Regions from separate parts of the Mus musculus genome. Here all the other regions are linked to region 2. A link is a contact called in public HiChIP or PLAC-seq, Micro-C and promoter capture Hi-C data. All regions are on one chromosome and are shown on one strand. The core of a region is the stretch at or near the end of the contact, and the rest is flanking DNA. Distances in the headings are between cores, read along the strand shown. Region 1 has its middle 24 kb from the start of Kcng1. Region 2 holds the start of Zfp64 (zinc finger protein 64). Region 3 holds the start of Mocs3 (molybdenum cofactor synthesis 3). Region 4 holds the start of Adnp (activity-dependent neuroprotective protein). Region 5 overlaps Tshz2 (teashirt zinc finger family member 2). Region 6 holds the start of Kcng1 (potassium voltage-gated channel, subfamily G, member 1). Region 7 holds the start of Tshz2 (teashirt zinc finger family member 2).

Evidence for each region. Promoter capture Hi-C pulls out the DNA fragments that hold promoters and counts their contacts. HiChIP or PLAC-seq counts read pairs in DNA pulled down with a chosen protein or histone mark. A called contact is a pair of places that touch in the nucleus more often than the background predicts.
Region 1: a CTCF HiChIP or PLAC-seq map of pro-B cells shows a contact between it and region 2, with 9 times the contacts expected there. The contact joins the enhancer-like site here to the promoter of Zfp64 in region 2. A contact is called at or near these places in 1 of 39 promoter capture datasets (the 3T3-L1 cell line), 1 of 15 datasets of contacts at CTCF or cohesin (pro-B cells), 1 of 484 Hi-C or Micro-C datasets (the G1E-ER4 cell line), 9 of 115 datasets of contacts at active chromatin or transcription factors (the 230-238 cell line, astrocytes, bone marrow-derived macrophages and 6 more) and 1 of 9 other capture datasets (embryonic stem cells).
Region 3: an H3K4me3 HiChIP or PLAC-seq map of embryonic stem cells shows a contact between it and region 2, with 10 read pairs. The contact joins the promoter of Mocs3 here to the promoter of Zfp64 in region 2. A contact is called at or near these places in 4 of 39 promoter capture datasets (the C10 cell line, embryonic stem cells, frontonasal cranial neural crest and 1 more), 3 of 484 Hi-C or Micro-C datasets (all in the G1E-ER4 cell line), 14 of 115 datasets of contacts at active chromatin or transcription factors (the 230-238 cell line, astrocytes, bone marrow-derived macrophages and 9 more) and 1 of 9 other capture datasets (embryonic stem cells).
Region 4: a contact with region 2 is called in an H3K4me3 HiChIP or PLAC-seq map of embryonic stem cells, with 8 read pairs. The contact joins the promoter of Adnp here to the promoter of Zfp64 in region 2. A contact is called at or near these places in 2 of 39 promoter capture datasets (both in embryonic stem cells), 2 of 484 Hi-C or Micro-C datasets (both in embryonic stem cells) and 6 of 115 datasets of contacts at active chromatin or transcription factors (embryonic stem cells, large pre-B cells and pancreatic cancer cells).
Region 5: a Micro-C map of embryonic stem cells shows a contact between it and region 2, with 4 times the contacts expected there. The contact joins the enhancer-like site here to the promoter of Zfp64 in region 2. A contact is called at or near these places in 3 of 39 promoter capture datasets (hippocampal neurons and liver), 1 of 484 Hi-C or Micro-C datasets (embryonic stem cells) and 3 of 115 datasets of contacts at active chromatin or transcription factors (cardiomyocytes, embryonic forebrain and neural tube).
Region 6: a contact with region 2 is called in an H3K4me3 HiChIP or PLAC-seq map of neural tube, with 4 times the contacts expected there. The contact joins the promoter of Kcng1 here to the promoter of Zfp64 in region 2. A contact is called at or near these places in 1 of 39 promoter capture datasets (neural stem cells) and 3 of 115 datasets of contacts at active chromatin or transcription factors (embryonic limb bud, large pre-B cells and neural tube).
Region 7: a promoter capture Hi-C map of liver shows a contact between it and region 2, with 4 times the contacts expected there. The contact joins the promoter of Tshz2 here to the promoter of Zfp64 in region 2. A contact is called at or near these places in 6 of 39 promoter capture datasets (the 3T3-L1 cell line, hippocampal neurons, liver and 2 more) and 6 of 115 datasets of contacts at active chromatin or transcription factors (embryonic basal ganglia, embryonic forebrain, embryonic midbrain and 3 more).

Annotation. Positions count from the first base shown.
Region 1 is chr2:168,255,977-168,258,676 of GRCm38.p6, forward strand. No RefSeq gene overlaps it. Among named protein-coding and RNA genes, the nearest start is that of Kcng1, 24 kb to the right of the region's middle. Within about 2 kb of position 1,450, at least 25 of the 459 cell types and tissues checked have an H3K27ac peak or open chromatin away from gene starts, as enhancers often do. A contact at or near this core is called in the 230-238 cell line and pro-B cells, where this site is marked.
Region 2 is chr2:168,954,318-168,957,017 of GRCm38.p6, forward strand. Zfp64 (zinc finger protein 64) reads right to left here and starts at 1,270. Exons shown (of 6, transcript NM_009564.2): 1 at 802-1,270. The coding sequence starts at 847. Gm39993 (a long non-coding RNA gene) reads left to right here and starts at 1,766. Exons shown (of 2, transcript XR_867023.3): 1 at 1,766-2,329.
Region 3 is chr2:168,229,222-168,231,921 of GRCm38.p6, forward strand. It overlaps Mocs3 (molybdenum cofactor synthesis 3), which reads left to right and starts at 1,401. Exons shown (of 1, transcript NM_001160330.1): 1 at 1,401-2,700. The coding sequence starts at 1,414. Dpm1 (dolichol-phosphate (beta-D) mannosyltransferase 1) reads right to left here and starts at 1,158. Exons shown (of 9, transcript NM_010072.4): 1 at 972-1,158. The coding sequence starts at 1,132. It overlaps Gm20716 (predicted gene 20716), which reads right to left and starts at 1,158. Exons shown (of 12, transcript NR_132310.1): 1 at 972-1,158.
Region 4 is chr2:168,205,662-168,208,361 of GRCm38.p6, forward strand. It overlaps Adnp (activity-dependent neuroprotective protein), which reads right to left and starts at 1,451. Exons shown (of 4, transcript NM_009628.3): 1 at 913-1,451. The region is part of intron 9 of Gm20716 (predicted gene 20716); the gene reads right to left.
Region 5 is chr2:169,727,362-169,730,061 of GRCm38.p6, forward strand. All of the region lies in intron 1 of Tshz2 (teashirt zinc finger family member 2), which reads left to right. Among named protein-coding and RNA genes, the nearest start is that of Gm34344, 62 kb to the left of the region's middle. Within about 2 kb of position 1,435, at least 22 of the 459 cell types and tissues checked have an H3K27ac peak or open chromatin away from gene starts, as enhancers often do. A contact at or near this core is called in embryonic stem cells, where this site is marked.
Region 6 is chr2:168,279,853-168,282,636 of GRCm38.p6, forward strand. It overlaps Kcng1 (potassium voltage-gated channel, subfamily G, member 1), which reads right to left and starts at 1,254. Exons shown (of 3, transcript NM_001081134.2): 1 at 1,026-1,254.
Region 7 is chr2:169,631,222-169,633,937 of GRCm38.p6, forward strand. It overlaps Tshz2 (teashirt zinc finger family member 2), which reads left to right and starts at 1,288. Exons shown (of 2, transcript NM_080455.3): 1 at 1,288-2,558. The coding sequence starts at 2,519.

The DNA of each region.
Region 1 (2,700 bases), core at 200-2,699, 700 kb before region 2:
CAGCCTGCATGTCTATGACAAGGTTGCTGTTGTTTTGGGACTGAAGGGCTAGTAGGGCCATTCAGGTCTTCCAGACACGAGCTTCAGGGTGTTGGGGTGTCTGTTTCTGGTGCCGCTGCTGTCTATTTTTCTGTGATACTAAAGCACTCCCTGGGAGCTCTGCAGGGGAGACCATCTGCGGAGGCCAGGGGGTGAAGGGCTGGCTACATCCCATGGGTCTCTGTCCCATAGAATGGCGTCCCCAGGTGCCTCGGCCACCACCCTTAGACTGCTGAAGTGAGGTGCTTTGTACTCTCCCTCCCTTCATGGACAAACTTCAGCCTCTGATCAGCTGGGCTTGCCACCAGGGAGGGTGGCCTTTCCTGGGCCCAGTGTGTTGGGACAGGAGGAGCTGCACCTGTCCTCAGGAACTATTTTCCTACCCCCTTCCCCCCTCCCCGCTCCTCCAACCCCCCCCCCTTAAAGAAAGGCTAGTTGGTGGCTTTATGTCTATTTCAAGCCAAGCCTGAATATTTGCCAGGCCATTTAGATAAACACCATATTTTTGTTTGTTTGTTTGTTTCTGAAAAGCAAGTTAGAAACTTCGGGGAGCTGTTTTATGGTTGGGCCACCAATCCCACGGCACCTGTTTATCCACTTGGTTGGACACAAAAGACAGTTGGTGGACATTGACCCTCACAGGATGGAATTTGTTTCCAAGTAGAATCCCAGGGGGCCCTGGGGGAGGCTGTGAACACAGGTATGCAGGAGCTACAGCTGGGCCAGTGTGGGCCTGGCTCGGGCCCAGACAGGGTGCTCTGGGAAGCTTCTTGGCTTCCAGAGGTGAAGCATCAAGGGTGACAGAAAGGTCACAAATAAATAACTGTGTAATATATCATTGGGTAAGGAGGTGTTTAAAATACAGATTTAAGCTGAGTCTGGTCATGTAGGCCGGTATGGGATACTGGAGGCTGAGGCAGGGGGCTCACAAGTTCAAGGCCCACCTGGACTTCACGAGTCTCAAGACAAAAAGCAAAAAAAGGCTGGAAGGGAAGGAAGCTCGGGGTAGAGGAACTGTCCAGCATGGGCGAGCCCATGGGTTCTATGGCCAGTACCATCCATGAACTAAATAAACAAAGGCTTGACTTTTGCTGAAACATGTGGGGTCAGCATGTCACTTCACTGGAGAGTAGCATGCTCTTCCAGGGGAGGGGCACAGGGAGACAAGGGGGTGGGAGGGGTGAGGACAGGGAGGTCATATTGAGGGGAGGGGCTTTCCCTGTAGCTTCTGTGTGAGGTCCAGGTGAAGAAGAGCAAGCAGGCTTGGTCTCTGGGCCAGAGGGGCTCTGCTTAGTTGCGTGATACCTGGTTCTAATGCGCATGGCACGGGAACTGTGTGCTGGGGTGGCCACCTGACCCAGGAAGTGGTTGGGTGAGGACTCTGGAGATAGGCTTGAAAATGACAGTCTCTAGGGACTGAGACGCAGGAAGTAGCTACTGCTCTTGGTCTCTGGTGTCTAGAGGAGAGGTGGGCATAGCTGAGAAGGGGAAATTCTCAGGCAATGGTGGTGGAGGTGGGGTGGGAGTGGGGGGTATGGGCCTAACACAGGCAAGGGTGGGAGTGCCAGGCAGGATTGGCTCTGAGCAGATGTGAGAGAGATCTGACAGAGTTCCAGGGCTGTGGAACTGAGGGCAGGACCGAGAGGAAACAGGAAGACCAGAGAGGCAGAGCCTGTCACACTTCAGAGCTCCTGAGCAGAGGTGGCACCTAAGGAGAGGTGACACCTAAGGAGAGATGGCACCTAAGGAGAGATGGCACCTAAGGAGAGGTGACACCTGAGGAGAGGTGACACCTGAGGAGAGGTGAGAGAAGGTAGTGGGAGATGAGGCAGCATGGAGAGGGCTGCTGGGAGGAGCCAGGGGCCAGGCCCCAATGCCTGCAAAGATCAGAAACTGGCTTCTGAGGTGGCCTAGCAACATGTCTGCCCTGGGCTCTCTCCAAGGCTGGCGGAATGATCCTTACCTCTGGGCATTTATTTAGGCTGGCCCTTCTTTCTGCTCTCTCTACTTAGCATCATTTCCTATGTGGGTCCTCCTCTGAACAGACATTTTAAAATGTCTTTTGAGGGACGGTGGTAATGCATGTCTTTAATCCCAGCACTCGGGAGGCAGAGGCAGGCAGATCTCTGTGAGTTCAAGGCCTCCCTGGTCTACAGAGTGAGTTCCAGGACAGCCAGGACCACACAGAGAAACCCTGTCTCAACAAAACATAACAAAACACCCATACAAGCCGGGCGTGGTGGCGCACGCCTTTAATCCCAGCACTCGGGAGGCAGAGGCAGGCGGATTTCTGAGTTTGAGGCCAGCCTGGTCTACAAAGTGAGCTCCAGGACAGCCAGGGCTATACAGAGAAACCCTGTCTCGAAAAACCAAAAAAAAAAAAAAAACACCCATACAAAATTATAAATAAATAAAATACTTTTAGAGATTTTAAGGCTAAAAGCCCGGGTCTCCGAAATGTCATGTCTCTGAGACTATTCCCAACCCTCACTGCACTTCTTACTTTGAGACAGAATCTCACCAAGGTGCCCAGGTTGGCTTTGAAGTCCCTCTGGGGCTCATCTGGGCATTGGATTTATAATCCTTCTGTTTCTGTCTCTAGAGTAGCTGGGGTTATAGATGTCACCTGCCTACACATAAGTGACTGTGTTCTGCCTCCCC
Region 2 (2,700 bases), core at 20-2,519:
CGTCCCTCTTTAAAACACAACCCGAAGTCCACAGCACTGGAAGACACTGAGACACATGGGGTGGGTGGGGACTGGGTTTAGAGTTCAGAGGACACTCAGGCAAGTTTGGGGAGCCAATGGCTATAATATCTGCAGTTAGCAAAGTGACTCAGGTGTTTGCGAACCTTGTCCACAGCTTTTCAAACATCTGAGGCTCCAGGCACAAGGAAAGACCTGGGATTCCGGCCCCACCCTCCCTCGGAGACCTGCAGGGGATGGACCAAGCAGCCTGTTTTGAACACATGCGCTCCAGGTGGCCGGTCCACGGTTCAGTCCGTGGCCCGTACTTTGGGGAACAAAGGCACATGGAGATAGCAATAGCTTATAGGATGTCAGGAAAATAGCAGAACCTCAAACTCACTGCAAGTCACCCCCAGCCAGGTCTTTCACACCCATATCATCCCCTACCCTGAGTGCCAGGATGGCTCTGCAAACCTGTCCGCGAGCCCCTCAGGGATGCTCCAACCTGAGCCACTGAAGCAGAAGTTTCCCTACCAGTTGGCCTGGATCACCCCACTTTCTCCTCTCCTCTGCGCCCCAAACTCCACCCGGCGGGGCAGGGGAGGTGGTGACAGTCTCCTCGCCGCGTGGCCTCCCCTGGTCTTGCCTCCCCTGGGGTACTGCAAGAGTTCCAGGCGGCTCCCGACCTGACACGCCGACTGGGCTGGCGGGGACAGGCATGCAAGGTGCGCCGTCACCCCGATCCCGGGGCCTGCTGGCTCTGTCCGGGCCAGGCCCCAGCTGCGTCTGTTCAGTACTTACTTTGCATCGATCCAGAAAAGGTGTCTCCTTCCACGCTCGCGTTCATGGCCCCAGACCTTGGGGCGCCGCTCCCGGAGCCCCACGGCTCGCTCTACATTATGCAAAGACTTTTCTCCTGCATATTTCCCGCACCAGCCAGTCTTCTCCCAACTCTGTGAGGCGGGGACGGATGTACAACCAGCGCCACTTCCGCTGCCTAGAGGGCGCTGGCCCCTTGCACCCAGCCCGACTCCCAGGCGGTGCTCTCCCGAGGAACCGGGAAAGGTCGTGGAGTCTAAGACCCGAGTACACCGATCCCTCCACCCTATCCCAGGCATGCCAGGGACTCTGTGGTCGCCTTGCGCCTTTGCATCTTGCCCTCCTGGAGACGCTCATTCCTTCGCAGATGCCAGGAGGATGCGCTGCCGGCCTGGGAGAGTGGAGCCCCAAATCCCGGGGTGCTCCCCTAGGGCAGATCCGGCAGCGTAACACCGGGGCGGGGCCTTTGCCCTGCTGCTGGGTTGAGCCGGTGAGATGGCTCAGCAGGGGTAGGGCACACGTCACCAAGCCTGGTTTCCTGCCAGCCAGCTCACATGGTGGAAACAGACTCAAGCATCTGCATGTACAATATAAGTAACTTAAAAAAAAAAAAAAAAGAGATTAGTGTGTAGTAGATGGGAGAATTCATTGGGGCTCTGCTCCACGGGGGCTTCAGTATTTCACGCAGCATGGAGGGTTTGTTAGAATTGCTTGGGGATGGTGAACTGGAAAGAAGGCATAGTGGCTAAGAGTCTGTGCTGCTCTTGCAACGAATCCCAGCGCCCACATTAGGTGACTCACAACTATTTGCAACTCTTCCCCGAGAATCCTGCACTGAAGAACTGACCTTAGCTCTAACCTTGAGCTTACCCAGAAGGTTCCACAGCCCCTTTTTATTTCCTGTTATGATCTAAGCCACAAAGTCACTCCAAGGGTCAGACTCTGAGAGGTTTATTGGGGAGGGGCTTAGAGTGGCTGCCTCTGGGAAGGGTGGAGGTGAGCAAGGGCGTTGATCAAAAAGAGGCGGGAAGAAAGTCCGCCTTTTAGGGACTATAGCACATGCGCAGGGGAGGAATGTGGCTCAACTTGGCTCCTACTGATGACGTAATTGCCGTCTCAGGGTCCCTGGGTAGGTTGTGGAAGATGTCTAGTAACTACCATCCCTCCCTTTCGTTCAATATAAAAGAGGAGGAACTAAGAAGGGGTGATGTTGAGGCCGGAGAGCAATTTGGACTATTTCCTGTTGTCCGGGGTTGTCGCATGTTCGGGCATTGCTGATCCTCACCATCAGGGCACACTCCGTAACCATGAGACTCAGGCTTTGTGGCTAGCAGCCCGTAGTCCCGTAACAGTAAATTAGTTGTTTGATTAGAGAGTTTTTTGAGTTTGTTGTTGAAGAAATGCCAGAGGAGAAGAAATTGATAAAAGAGGGTTCGATGACAGCCAGGAGGGGCAAGATTTGAACTGCCCTTTCATCATGTCTGGCAGCTATTGCGTGCAACAGGAATTGGTAAGAGCTCTTCTCCGTGTGTCACCCCCAACTTGGGGAAGAGAAATATTAGCATGCAAACTCCTGACCAACTAGGGTGGTAGGCCAGAGTGCCACAAAGAATCGAGGGGATATGAACGGGCAGGCACTGGGGCTGAGATGAGGTAGCAAGGTTACGGTTTTGTTGCAGTCTAGGGAACGTGTCCCAGGTGCCATAAGACAGTTTGTCACACCAAAGAGGATGATATGAAAAAAGGGAGTCAGAGTGACCCCAGGCTCAGTGAATTTGGTGAATGGGGAGGGAGGGTTATTTGACAGGGTCACAGGAGAAGCTATAAGAGGCAGTTGTGAGCTAGTCCCAGGAGGCCGTCTCCACAGCCAGCCATCTCCAA
Region 3 (2,700 bases), core at 151-2,650, 720 kb before region 2:
AGACAGAGGCTGCTAATATAGCCCTAGCTGCCCTCGGACTTGGTACAACTCGTTTGCAAACGTATCCCTTGTAGTGCATAGCTTGGGATCAAGTATTTTTTTCTTGCTATTAGAAAATATGGGCACAGCGTCCTCATTGTCGTTTGAGAAGCAAAAGCCAACCAACAAACAAAAAGCTCTGGAAACAATCTGTGTTCTTCTGACGCACTGTCTAAAACAGCGCACTGCTACGCCATCCTACTCCTGCAAAATCCCGTTCTGTAGGTTGACAGTAAAAGATCGCCCATGATCATCACAGCATGACACTCATCTGGCCGTAAAGTACTGACTCCGTCCTGCCACTGCCATCAGGAGGCATTTTATTTACTGTTTAGTTCGGAGACCTTTTTTTTTTTTTCTTAAATGCGTAACACTTTCACTATCAAAATTCTTGTTCCTAAGAGCTAGGGCTCTGCCTAACAAAGCGAAAGGCCCCGTGTTTTTCAAAACAACACACAAATAAGCCCGGGTTCCTAATCAAACTCGGCGAAGATGCTCGCTCCCTGCCAGCTCATCAGCAGTTCTCTGACAGCGCAAACAACAAGCTTACGTAAGCGCTCGGCCCCAAGGCGATGGGGAGAACGCTGGCTCGGGACTCCCGGCTCCGGCGGCGGATCCTGACCGCCCAGAGGTATGAGGTCATACCTCCTCGCCCCGAAGTCAAAAAGAAGTTAAGTTAGCCCTTTAGAGAGAACAGGCCGGGGACGCAGGCCAGCGCGATCTGTCAACAGATAGACACCGGACTCGCTAGAGACCTGAGCAGGAAGGAGAAAGACGCGGGGCTGTGCTCCTCGGTTCTCCCCGCTGGGGAAAGCCGCGAGCAGGCTCGGGAGGGAGCGGAGACCGGGCCTCCGGGGGTCTCCTCGCGCAGCCAACCGCCGACCTGCAGCCCGCGGCCGGCTCCCGGCCCCCGCGCGAGAAGCCCCTTCTACCTCTCGGAGAAGCTCTTCACCAGCAGCCACACGATGAGCGGCAGGTTCTCCCGTTCGTTGTAGGTGGGCAACAGCACCGAGTACTTGTCCTGTCGCGAGGAGCGGCCCTGCGGCGGCCGCGGAGACGCAGCAAGACTGCGACTCGCCCCCGTGGAAGCCATGACGGCTCTGCGAGAGGCGCCGGAAGCGGACTTACGTCATCCGACACGGGCCGTACCAAATCTCGGAGCATGGGGGAGGCTCGGCGCTCCGACGTCCCAGTGTGGTCCCCGGGAAACTTCCAGATATGGTGACCGTTTCAAGCCAATCGTGACGGCTTCCCCGGATAAAAACCCATTCGTTTCACTTTCAAGGGCCAGGAAGCGTCTTCGTTTTCCAGTCGCTAAGAGACAGGCAACCGGAAACGGAAGTCCCTTCCCGGCTCTTTCCGGAAGAGGCTGTCATGGCTGCCCCGGAGGACGTAGCTGCCTTACAGGCTGAAATCACCCGGCGGGAGGAAGAGCTAGCTTCGCTCAAGCGGAGGCTGGCCGCGGCCCTGACAGCCGAGCCGGAGCCCGAGCGTCCGCTCCGGGTCCCGCCGCCGCCGCTGGCGCCCCGGGCCGCGCTGTCGCGGGACGAGATCCTCCGCTACAGCCGCCAGCTACTGCTGCCGGAGCTGGGCGTGCGCGGGCAGCTGCGCCTGGCGGCGGCGGCGGTGCTCGTGGTGGGCTGCGGCGGGCTGGGCTGCCCGCTGGCGCAGTACCTGGCGGCGGCCGGCGTAGGCAGGCTGGGGCTGGTGGACCACGACGTGGTGGAGACGAGCAACCTGGCCCGCCAGGTCCTGCACGGGGAGGCGCAGGCCGGCGAGAGCAAGGCTCGCTCGGCGGCCGCGGCGCTGCGCCGTCTCAACTCGGCGGTGGAGTGCGTGGCGTACCCGCGCGCGCTCGCCGAGGACTGGGCGCTCGACCTGGTCCGCGGCTACGACGTGGTGGCAGACTGCTGCGACAACGTGCCCACGCGCTACCTGGTGAACGACGCGTGCGTGCTGGCCGGCCGGCCGCTAGTGTCGGCCAGCGCGCTGCGCTTCGAGGGCCAGATGACCGTCTACCACCACGACGGCGGGCCGTGCTACCGCTGCGTGTTCCCGCGGCCGCCCCCGCCGGAGACAGTGACCAACTGTGCAGACGGCGGCGTGCTCGGAGCGGTGCCCGGCGTGCTAGGCTGCGCGCAGGCCCTCGAGGTGCTCAAGATCGCCGCCGGCCTCGGCTCCTCCTACAGCGGCAGCATGCTGCTCTTCGACGGCCTCGGGGGCCACTTCCGCCGGATCCGGCTGCGGCGCCGCCGGCCTGACTGCGTCGTGTGCGGGCAGCAGCCCACCGTGACCCGCCTGCAGGACTACGAGGCCTTCTGCGGCTCCTCGGCCACCGACAAGTGCCGCGCCCTGAAGCTGCTGTGCCCCGAGGAGCGGATTTCTGTGACCGACTACAAGCGGCTTCTGGATTCCGGGGCGCCCCATGTGTTGCTGGACGTCCGGCCTCAAGTAGAGGTGGACATCTGTCGCCTGCCGCACTCTCTCCACATCCCTTTGAGTCAGTTGGAACGCAGGGATGCGGACAGCCTGAAACTCTTAGGGGCTGCCCTCCGGAAAGGGAAGCAGGAGTCGCAGGAAGGGGTTGCTCTCCCGGTGTATGTGATTTGCAAACTGGGAAACGACTCCCAGAAAGCTGTGAAGGTCCTGCAGTCCTTAACG
Region 4 (2,700 bases), core at 201-2,700, 750 kb before region 2:
TTGTGAAGGTTCAAGATACAGGCACAAGAAGCATCAGGGATGGGAACTGGGCGTTTGGGGCTGGACAGCATTAAAATGGCTAACACAGGAAACAGTTTGGTTCTTTTTCCCTCCTAAGCCTTTGTCTGTGAAATGGGGTTATGACAAGAACTGTCCAGAGGACCTGGTGACTGGAAGAACACTGAGAAGACACTTGGGGTGTGTGGCAGGGAGTGAGACTAAAATGAGTATTAGACTTCTTGGAGAGAAGAAGAGAAGCAATCGCGCCTTTTCTAGCAGACAGGCATCCAGGTTGGGGGTAGGGTGGGGAAGGGAGGAGAAGGACAGGCAGCTCAGAGGAAAGAAGAGGCGAATAAGAGGGTGCTCAAAGAACTACTCCCCATTCATTGCATTCGAAAAAAATTCTTTCCGCGGCTTTCTGGATTTCCATTTTCTGACTGCAAAGTTGATCAGAAAGCTCTAAAGAGGGAGTGCTGACCAGGTAGCCCAGATTGAAAGCAGGGCCGGTGAGGGGCTGTGGTGGTTAGGATGGGAGGGAAACTGGCATGTTGTTGGGGAGGCAAAGACTTTCACCCTCTGCCATGCACGCTCCCCGCCCCCCAGGCCTTTCCCCCCTTTCCAAGCCTAGGGTGGGCAGACCTGGCAGAAGGCTGGTTCCGGGGACTGGGGGAGGGCGGGAGGGGATTAGTTCTGAGGACGAGAGAGCGAGCGGGGTTCGGCTGGGGGCGGGGTGGGTGCGGGAAGATGCCACTAGCCGCAAAAGCCCATGGTGGCCGGCCGGCAGCCCCGCGGGGCGGAGAAGGGGATCGGGCTGCAGGAGGGCTGCGGCCGACTGGGGTTCGAGGCGGTGTGTGCACGCCGAGCACAATGACCGCGCCCGGGATCGGCGGCGGGCAGGGCCGCGGGGCTTACCTTGGCTCGGCCTCGAGGCGTGCGCGGGGCCGGCGTGCTCTAGAGCACGGCGGCGGGTGGACGGCGGCACGGCGATGGCGGCGAGGACGCGCCCGGGGCCTCGTCGCGCTCGGGCTCCGGCTCGAGCCGCGGCCGCGGCTGCTGCCGGGGGGCGCGGCGGGCGCAGCAGAGCGGCGGGCGGCGGCGCGGGCAGTGCAGACAAAGGAGGGGCGGAGGGCGGCGGAGGGCGTGGGGCCGCGGCTTCACCGTCGCGGGCGGGCAGGCGGGCGGCGACGGCCGCGCGGCTCCTCGGCGGCGGAGACCGAGAGAGGGAGCTGTGGCTGAGGCGACGCCAAATCCCCCCCGAGCGAGCGCGGCTGGAGGGGGAGGGGGCCAAGATGGCGGCGGGCGGGCGCTCAGCTCATGGGTCCCGGCGGCGGCGGGTAGACCGGACGGGTGGCGGCGGCGGCGGCGGGCGGGGGAGGGGGCTGGTCCCGCGTCTCCCCTCAGCAGACAATACAAGCGCCTCAGAGCAAGTCCCCGAACCTGCCCTAGCCAAAATGGCGGCCGAGAAAGAGCGGAAGTGACGTAAGCGACTCATTAGCATAAGAGGACTCATTGTCCAGCTGGGGGGGGGCGGGGGCCATGGACCCCCTACTCGGCGACCCCCCCCCAAGGGAGAGCTCTTCGGTCCTCGGCTGCGGCGACACCCACTTTCCTTATGGCAGGGTGGCCCCAGCCCCCCCCAGCCTCTCCTGGGTGAGATTATATAATCCCCACTGAGGGGAGCTCTCGCGAGAACGTGGAGGCTTTGCCATTGCCCCACTAGGAGGCGCCGTGGATAATGGCCGCACTGCGCTCCTGGGTGCCTTCCTCTGACCGCAGCGCCGCCGGCGGAGGCAGAAGTAGCGGGCCGCAGCACGCCTCGACAGTCAGTCAGGTGGCTGCACTGGGGATCCCTGCGCGGGCCCATCTGGGCCTGAACTACATCTGGCAGGAGGGCGCCTGGGGCTGCCCAAGGCCCACGTGCTCAGAGTCAGCTCTCCCAAGCTGGAGGCAAAGCCAAGGGTTGAGCCTGCTGCCTCCTGCCTTTAATGAGGTGTGATGCCCTCGTGTTCCTCCCATTTTTTGAGATGACACAGCTCTGAGGCCATGTCAGCTCTTCTAGTGAACTGGTATGGGATAGACAGGGACTCAGCTTTTCACTTCTGCTGTTCCTTGGACTCAAGTCATTCCTTCAAGTCATCAGATGGCCACTTACCATTGACTCAAGGAAAAAAAAAGTGGGATTTGTAGAGTTGAGGCCATTGGATTGTCAATGGCTAAGGATGAAAACGGTCTGGCACTCACCCACAATTCTGGTATGTGACAGCACCTGCACTGTTGGCTTTGTAACTTTGGATCATCCCCAACCAACATACCATGTCAACATCAACAGCCTCGGTCCACTTTAAAGGAACAGTAGTTACCCTACCGTAGATAAGGATGGCTAAAAGCTCTACAAAGTAGCAAGTGCAGTTGTGAAGGATTGGCCACCCCTCCCCCAACATGAGGTCTCTACAAAGTTGCAAATTTTGAAAGAATCAGACTATATATACAGACAGCTCAGTGTCTAAGGGTTTGGTTGGGAAGTTGAACAAACTTCCACCTAACATTTATTTTTTGCAATTATTAGAACATATATTTAAACCCCTAATCAATAGCTCAACAATGTAAAACAAGGAATAGAAACTATTTAAAAGGAGGTGGGGCTGAGGCTAAGGCCTTTCATCAAGGAGTAGAGATGGGGAAGCACACAATGCAGAAGAC
Region 5 (2,700 bases), core at 185-2,684, 770 kb after region 2:
ATTAAAATGGTTTTTTTTTTCAACGCTGGGATATTGGATGGTTTTAGGGGTTTTTTTCTTAATGTTTTCTTTTCCTGTTACTTAACTACAGTGTGAGTCACTTTTAACAATGAAATTATTATCTCTTAAAAGGAAGAGGCTGATATGGGATGAACTAATGGATCCTTTTCAACAGTCCAGCCTGGGAAACTATTCTGAGAGATGAACAGAGTGATTCTTGCACACTATTAACTCCATCTGCCAAGTGGAAAACATCCCTCTGTTTTCAGTTTGGGGTCCAGGTTGATGGATGGGACTTTTCCATTGTGAAATATGCATGTTTAATTATCATTTCCACTGACCTCAGTGTTTGTACTCACAATATACATCAGCTGAATGCACAGGCTATTAATCACAAGGGTTCTGTTCAGGGTTTCTCTGGGCCAAGCTTTCATTGCATACTTTAGGATATCCAAAGTGTGGACACTACTGTGTCTGAGTTCCAAATTTCAAGAACGGACAAAAAGTGACAGGCATGGCTTTCCAGTTCCGGGTCTTACATGTCACTATGAGGGAGGTTACCTTCTGCTCAATGTCACCCCCCTGTGGGGCCCTCCTTGATGACTTTTGAAGTTAAATATATATTCCCTTGATTAAAATACTCTTTCCTTCTTTTAAGAATACTTTTAGTAATGTTTGTCTGTGTGTGGGGAAGGGGTGACATGCAAGCCAAAGCTTGTGTGCATGTGGAGGGCAGAAGATAGCTCGTGGGAGTCAGTTCCTTCCTTCTGCCATGTGGGTCCTGGGGTTCAAACTCGGGCCATCAGACTTGGCATCGAGCAAGCGCTTTACCTTCTGAGACAGATCATTTGCCTAGTGGCACACTCTTTGACTGAGAAGCTAAGTGTCTTTTTCCTCATTGCACACCTTTCGGTATTCAAATATACTTGAGACAGCACTGATGAAATGGAATCCTTGTATATCTTGAGCTTGTATATCTTGTATATCCTTGTATTTTGAGCTTCCCTGAAAGGGATGATCAAAACTCTGGCCTTTGTGTTGACCCAGGGCCTCAGTTTGTCCTTTTGGAGAGAACCATTCAGAATTCAAGTCAAAGAAAGTGGGTTTAGTGTTAGGTTGAAAAGAATCTGTGACAAATGCAACAGTAAAACAAGCCTGGAATTTTTAATACTTCTATTTATTGGAATAGGTATGGACTGGAGAGGCAGACAAAACTTACACAACAATGAACAAGGGAAAGGAAAACTGTGGTTGCTGTGTCTGAGTTCCAGGGACTCTTAATAAAGGCATATTCCGATTGGGAAGAAACAGAAGCCTATCTGCGCATACAAATGTAAATCACTTCTTTGAAACAAGGTCTTTAAACACCTCACCCCTCCTGGGCCAGGCATGCGGGTCACATGCTTCCTGTGTCTTCAGAGCTGGGCTCCACTTATTGGGAGCCACTGCAGGAGGGAGGACTTGTTTGAAACATGCTTGACTCCCCCATCAGAGCCCTAGCCCCTCCCTAGGTGTTTGGCCTCAAAGGTCAGTGTTTTTCCCAGTCCACCACAGCTGGTTTATGTCTGCTTTTGCCACCGGCGTTTCCACCAGGCGGAAAGCTTTGAAAAGGCTCCAGTCACATTTTGAAACTTCATGACAAAAAATTGAATGTCATCCAGAGACTAGTTTAGGATTTAAACATCGCTGTCAATCTAGGCTGTCACCACCACGAGATTTTTTACCCCGACGATAGATCACGGTGATGTGCTGGCCCTGACGGGTCTTGGACTGTTAAAACGATTGAGAACGGAATCTACTGGGCCATGCAAATAAATAAAAAGAGACAGGGAGTGTCAACCCTTGATGTGATTGCCTTCTTGGTTGTCAGGTCCTGGATGTTTCCAACCAGGCGTTTCCTGTTCTTTCCCGGTAACAGTCTGTGCAATGGGAAACAGAGGAAGTGGGACCTCCACTTCCTCACCAGTTTGAGGGTTGATAGTTTTGATCATTGAATGGCTAAAGGACAGACTAAAATGGAGACACCATTAGAACTGAAGTCAGATTCCAAAAATGTGTGTCTGTGGACAGAAAGAACAGGTCACAGACGCTGATTGCTGACATGAGCTGATCTAGGCAGGCAGAGAAGGAAGTACAAGGGCCAAGTGAGAGGAATCATGGAAGACGGGATGTAGAAACTTTAAGATGGAGGAACGTAGACATAGAAATGGTTGGATGTAAATGGGAAGGTGTGGTAGACATGTGAAGGGCTTGGATGGAACGGTCTAGGCACAGGAAGCAAGCCACCATGACTGACAAGAACTAAGCCACCCCTAAGTCAAGAAAAGATCAGAATGAAGATGTTAGTGGCAATGGAGTAAACGACCATCGCCACCAGCAAGGGGACTCATGGAGCACTCAGGATTGGAGATATTCAGTTTTCAGCCAGGGAGAACCCAGGAAGGACAAACAAAGACAAACTGGTTGGTTCTGTGGGTAGGATGTAGGCTCTTCCGGGACAGTGTGAGAAGGAGCTAGTGATGCACTTGATCAGTTAATAGCCCGGCACCAAAACAGGCAGATTCCCTGGTCACCTCTACAGGCAGGATCCTTGCTATCTATTCCATGACTTCACTCTCCTCATTTGTAGCGAGAGGTGCTTGCGCCAGATGGGTTTCCAAGGCAGTTCCCAATTTGGGAGAGAGTGGTTGGGGGCCCTGT
Region 6 (2,784 bases), core at 4-2,503, 670 kb before region 2:
TATCTACTTGGGGAACTCAGGTGTTTAGCACCCCTTAAGTACCTCTGCATTGCAAGTGTTTAACAAAATGTGTGCCAAAGTGACAGCTTGGCCTCTAAGCCCCATCACTAGGAGGAGGCTGTGCTCACCTAACATTAGATGAACCTTCTCAGCCCTCATCATCACTCCCAGCCCCCACTAAAGAGCTTTTAAAAGCCCACTTCTTCCTCTCCAGGGATCGGACCCCCCACCCACCCAGGAATGAACGCATTAAGCACCAACCTTAAATCTGCTATACACATATGCTGTAGCGCGGGCCACCCTGGCAGGCTGTGCCCTTCTGAGGCAGGGCCTGAGAGTCTCAACCTCCCCCCCGCCCCCCCATCGCCAGAGTCCATTGTCCTGTCGCCACCTCGGCCATTGTTCAATCCAGGCTTGTTGAATAAATGACTGGATGAACACTGAGTGTTTGGCATAGTGAGATGCCCACAGCAGGTGCTCAACCAATTTTTGTACAACCCAGAGAATGAACGAGTTCGTCTCTTTTCCATCCACACCCAAAAACTATGAGCAAAGCCGGGCCACTTATCCCGGGTACACTGAGGTTAAGGAGACCTCTAACTTTCTTACTAGATGCTAAGGCCCGCGACCACTGAATAGTCACTAGGGCCTTGCACACAGTAGGCGGTCCATAAGCCTTCACTGAGTTCGTAATTAATGAATGACTTAAATGAGTCCCGCTGGTGGGGATGCTGCCTTCCGTGCCTATTGACAGTGAAAGACTTCCCCGCATTCCAACTCCTCCCGTGGGACCCCAAAAACCCTGCACGCAAAGTCAGAGCGCACTACGCATTCCGGGGACCCCTGGAAAGGATCCGTGGCCGGACCAAACTGCGGCCGCGTGGGTGCATGCCGCATCGCCCGGGCGGCCTCTCCGGGGCTCCTAGGTATCCGCAGAGGGTACCGGGGCCGCGGCCACGTGCAGAGCCCGGAGCGCCGCTTGCAGGAGCAGGGTCCCGCCAGGCTGCAGCCCGCGAAGTTCCCACCTTAAGTTCCCGTCGCGGCGTCCCCGCCTAGGAGCTAGCCGGGCCGCAGCTCTGTCTCCCGGCGCAGCGATGCCGGGGTGAGGATGCGAGAGGGGGCAGCAAGCGGCACGTGGGACCCGCTTGGCCTGCCGGGGCTGCCCGCAAACTTTGGCCCCAGGGCCGCTGTCCTGCGCGCTGGACCCCTGACCGTCCCGCCTCCGCCTCCTGGTGCCCGCCGGGCTGCAAGTGCGCCGGCAACGCGGCGCGGCAGCAGCTGAGGGAGGTGGCCGGGCAGGAGGCGGGACGGAGGGAGGGGACTGCGCGCGGGGCGGGGAGAGGGGCGGGCGGGGGGCGGGAGGATGGAGCCACCGCGGGACCCGCCACTGCGATGCCACGCACCCTGACCCGACCCAGAGTCCAGGTCCTAGCGGAACGCAGTGCTGCACTCTCCCCATCCTGCCCATAACCATCTCCTCCCATAATCATCTCCTGCGCCCTGCAGGCCCCTGCCTTCCGGTGGCGACCTTTTAAGTCCCAGCGCTGCTCCTCCCAGGGCTCCTGGCCTGAGGCGCATCCACTTCTCCAGTTTTCTCAGTGGTCGTGGGACGCTCTTCCACCCTAGGCTCAGCGAGTACCAGGACCCGAGCCTCATTCCCCACGTGAGTCGCTATCGTGGGAACGCCACCGAACCAGTCTTCTGTCCTTAGGTCCAACCTCACGCTGAACTGTCACGGACACTGCAGATGTCACGTCGGGGGTGGGGTGGGGTGGCCGCATTTTATGTGTGGCAGTCCGGGAGCCCCACACGCTCTCCACCTTACCATACCAGCCATACATGTGCCTTCTCCATTGGCGGCCTTGGGCTTTTCCTGCCCCTGCGGTCCAGGGCCTGCGCCACCTTTGCAGTGTCACCAAAGCCAAAGAATGAGCGCTCTGGGCCCCAGAATGACTCCTATGCTGTAGTTCCTCACTGTCCCGGGTGGGTCCCGGTCTGGCAGTCTCTGGGTCCTGTACTCAGTCAACAGCCTGGAGAGGACAGGGTGGATTCTGGAGGCCTCTGAGTTGGCAGAAGTTGCAGCAGGATTTGGGATTAGGTGGGAAAGCTGTCTGAGAAGAGAGGGAGTAACCTGCTTGGGGAAATTGATTGGTACTGTCCTTTCTCCTCCATCAGGGAAGCAGGAGAGACTCAGGAACCAAGCTCAGCGAGTGTGCCTCCTATGCCTGGGGCTTCTTTAACGAGTTGCTTAGGCTTGGCCCCGGGGGATGTAAGCTTTGGGTTCACTCAGCACGTGGGTGGAGACAGATGGCAGAGTCAGAGAGTCAGCTGAGGACCTGTCCCAAGAACTCTCAAGCTTCTGCAGCGTCTACACCAGGAGAAAGGGGGGCGGGAAGTGCAAGTAGAAGGGGAGGTGGGGGAGGGGCTCTTCAGATGGAACAAAGTCGACTCCAGATCAGGGCCAGGAACTGAGAGGACCTCATCTTTGGGAGATTTGCAAAGAGATCCCACTAAGGGGCAAACAAAGGCTTCTGAGATGCTGAGAGACACGGGGAGGCAGTGTGCCGGAGGGACATAAATAACAGAGGCCAACATAAAGGTTCTCGGTGGACTCTGGAGGCCAGTGCTCCCACGTCCCATGTTGAAAACATGGCTGGTCCTTGGTGCTCTGTTAGCATGAACAGAAGGACCCATACATCCATCTTTCTTGCTTTCTTCTGAGCCTCGGGTTCCAGAGCAAGGGCTGTGCTGTCTTCCTCTGGCCGGCAGCTTCCACATGGGAAA
Region 7 (2,716 bases), core at 38-2,537, 680 kb after region 2:
AGCTACTCAGGAGCCTGAGACCAGAAGATCCCAAGTTTGAAGACCTATCTAAGAATGAGTTCAAGGTCAGCCTGAATAACTTAGCAAGACCTCTGTCTCAACATTTAAGAAAAAAATGAAGAGGATCAGAAACATAGTTTAGTGATAGACTGCCTGCCCAGCATGTATGATGCCTTGCCTACCCAGCATGTATGATGCCTTGCCTACCCAGCATGCATTATGCCTTGCCTACCCAGCATGCATTGTGCCTTGCCTGTCCAGCATGTATGATGTCTTGCCTGCCCAGTATGTACGGTGCCCTGAGTTCAATGCCCAGTATCAGGTTCATTAGGCTCCTAGCTCTACCTCCTTCCGCTGCCTTCCCACTTGTCATTGACTTTCTACCCAACTGGAAGGAAGGAAAGCGTCTTCAGGACAGGGTCATCCTGTTCACACGTGCTGAAAGGTACCTACCTCCCCGTGTGCAGTGGTACCCAGGGAGACCGGGTTCAGCTACAATAGACTCTCCAGAATGGACTCCTCTTTCAGCCCCAAAACAACACTCAGTTTTAACCAATCCGGGCCACTCTGAAGTTGTACTCCCAGCATGCCCTGCTTCCTCTTCATTTATTGCACTATTGGGGGTGGAGCTCTATGTTTTCTGTTTGGCACCATTGGGAGATAGAATACGATAAACGAGGGCACAACTCCCTAAGAACTTATACTCTAGTGAGATCTGAGGCAATTACCCAAAGAGCGAGCTGTGCACAGCATCCACCTTCCTTGATGAGCCCAGCGGAGAAAGCAAATAGAGAAAGGTGGACATCAAATTTTCAGCAAGGTAGACCTCTGGGAAGTGACTGAACACCACCAGGGGGCAAGTTGTTTCAGATGTTGTTCCTCTCACCCTTGATAACAGCCACAATCTGGACTTCCCCACTCTCTGTCACTGTGGTGACTGTATAACAGGTGCACCATAGGTGCTCAATAAATATCAGCATTGGAAGGAAACACAATGAAGGTTATGTAATTAGTCTGCCCAGGAAGCAGAAGTTTAAAAAAAAATCCCAATACTCCAAGAAGGTGGAAGTTAAAGCAATGTGAACTTACATAGTGAGAGGAGGTTATTTGCTGGAGAACAGGTTGAGACTGGATATAGTCCCATCCCCCTAATCTGTCTCCCAAGCAAACCTAGATTGTCCCCTTCTAATCTCCAACTCTAACTGTCTCCAACTCTGCCAGAGCCCCGCCCCCTTCCTTCCCACTCCCCCTTTTCTTCCTCTTGGAGGGGCATCTAGACAGGCGGACACTCCACTGCCCCAGTGAGGAGGAGGTGGGTGCCTCCAGGGCTGCAGCCAAGCCGGCTGGGTCCTCTTTCTCCAGCTCCTCTCCCAGGCGGGACACTGTCCCTTTAATAGACTCCCTCTGCCTGGCGCTCTGCGGCTGGGGAGTAAATTTCTCCCTGTCATCAGGTCGCAGGGAGAAGAGGAGGAGTTTGTTAATGTTCAGTTTGTTCAGCCGGGATCGATGTTTGCTGGCATCGCCTCGCCCTGTCTTGTGTGTGTGTGAGTGTGTGTGTGTGTGTGTGTGTGTGTGTGTGTGTGTGTGTGTGTGTGTGTAAGAGAGAGCATATGTGGGGAGTGTGAGTGTAAGTGTGTGTGTGTGTGTGTGTGTGTGTGTAAGCGAGAGTGCTTGTGTGTGAGAGCGAGCGTGCGTGTGCGTATGTGTGGTGTGTGTGTGTGTGTGTGTGTGTGTGTGTGTGTGTGTGTGTGTGTGTGTGTGAGTGAATTCCAGATTTTCTGTCTTTCCCAAACCCGCTCCTGTCCTCTCGCATATCACTCACAGACGGGGATCTGACAGCAACAACAAACCTACAGTGAGTGATCTCTCCCCAGCGCGAATCCGCCATCAAGATCAGGGAAGAGGAGGAGGAGGAAGAAGAGGAAGAGGAGGAGGAAGAGGAGGAGGAGGAGGAGGAGAAGGAGGAGAAGGAGAAGGAGGAGAAGGAGGAGGTGGTAAAGGAAGAGGAGGTGGAGGAAGAGGAGGAAGAAGAGGAGGAGGGAAAGAGAAGGAAGAAGAAAAAGAAGAAATCCACTGTCTTCCCGGGATTGTTTCCCCCCTTATCTTTAAGCGCGAGTGTGCGCGTGGCGCGTGTGCGCCCCTCATCCCTGCCATCTGAACCCCGTCTTGGATGTTTAATAAAGAAATCAAGTGTCTCACCAGTCACCAAAAAAACAGCAAAAAGCAAAACCAAAAAAAGAAAAAAATCCAAAAGCAAAACAAAAAGAGAGGGGGAAAAAAAACCAAACAAACAAACAAGGCAGAACCAACCTCCACTTGCAAGCAGCAGGCGCGAGCCACATATCTGCCACCCAGAGAGGGGGTCTCCGGCCCCGCGCTGGAGCGCTGGCAGGGGGATCTTCAGGGGGACAGAGGCCGAGTGACGTCCTAGGAGCCACAGAAAGACGAGCGAGACTGCGGCCCCCGCGCGCGGCTCGGGGCTGGGGCGCCAGAAGTGAGACTGGAGCTAAGTAGAGCGATGCCAAGGAGGAAACAGCAGGCACCCAAGCGGGCGGCAGGTAAGAGATGGCTCCGCTCCGGGTGCCCGGCCCCTGAGCCCGGCGCACAGCGGCTCGCCCGCCCGCCCTCCTGGCCTGGGGCTGGCGGGGACGCCACCCCCTGGCGCTTTCAAGAGGGTTAGCGTGCGGGTGCCCTCTTCATCACCCCAGAATGATTT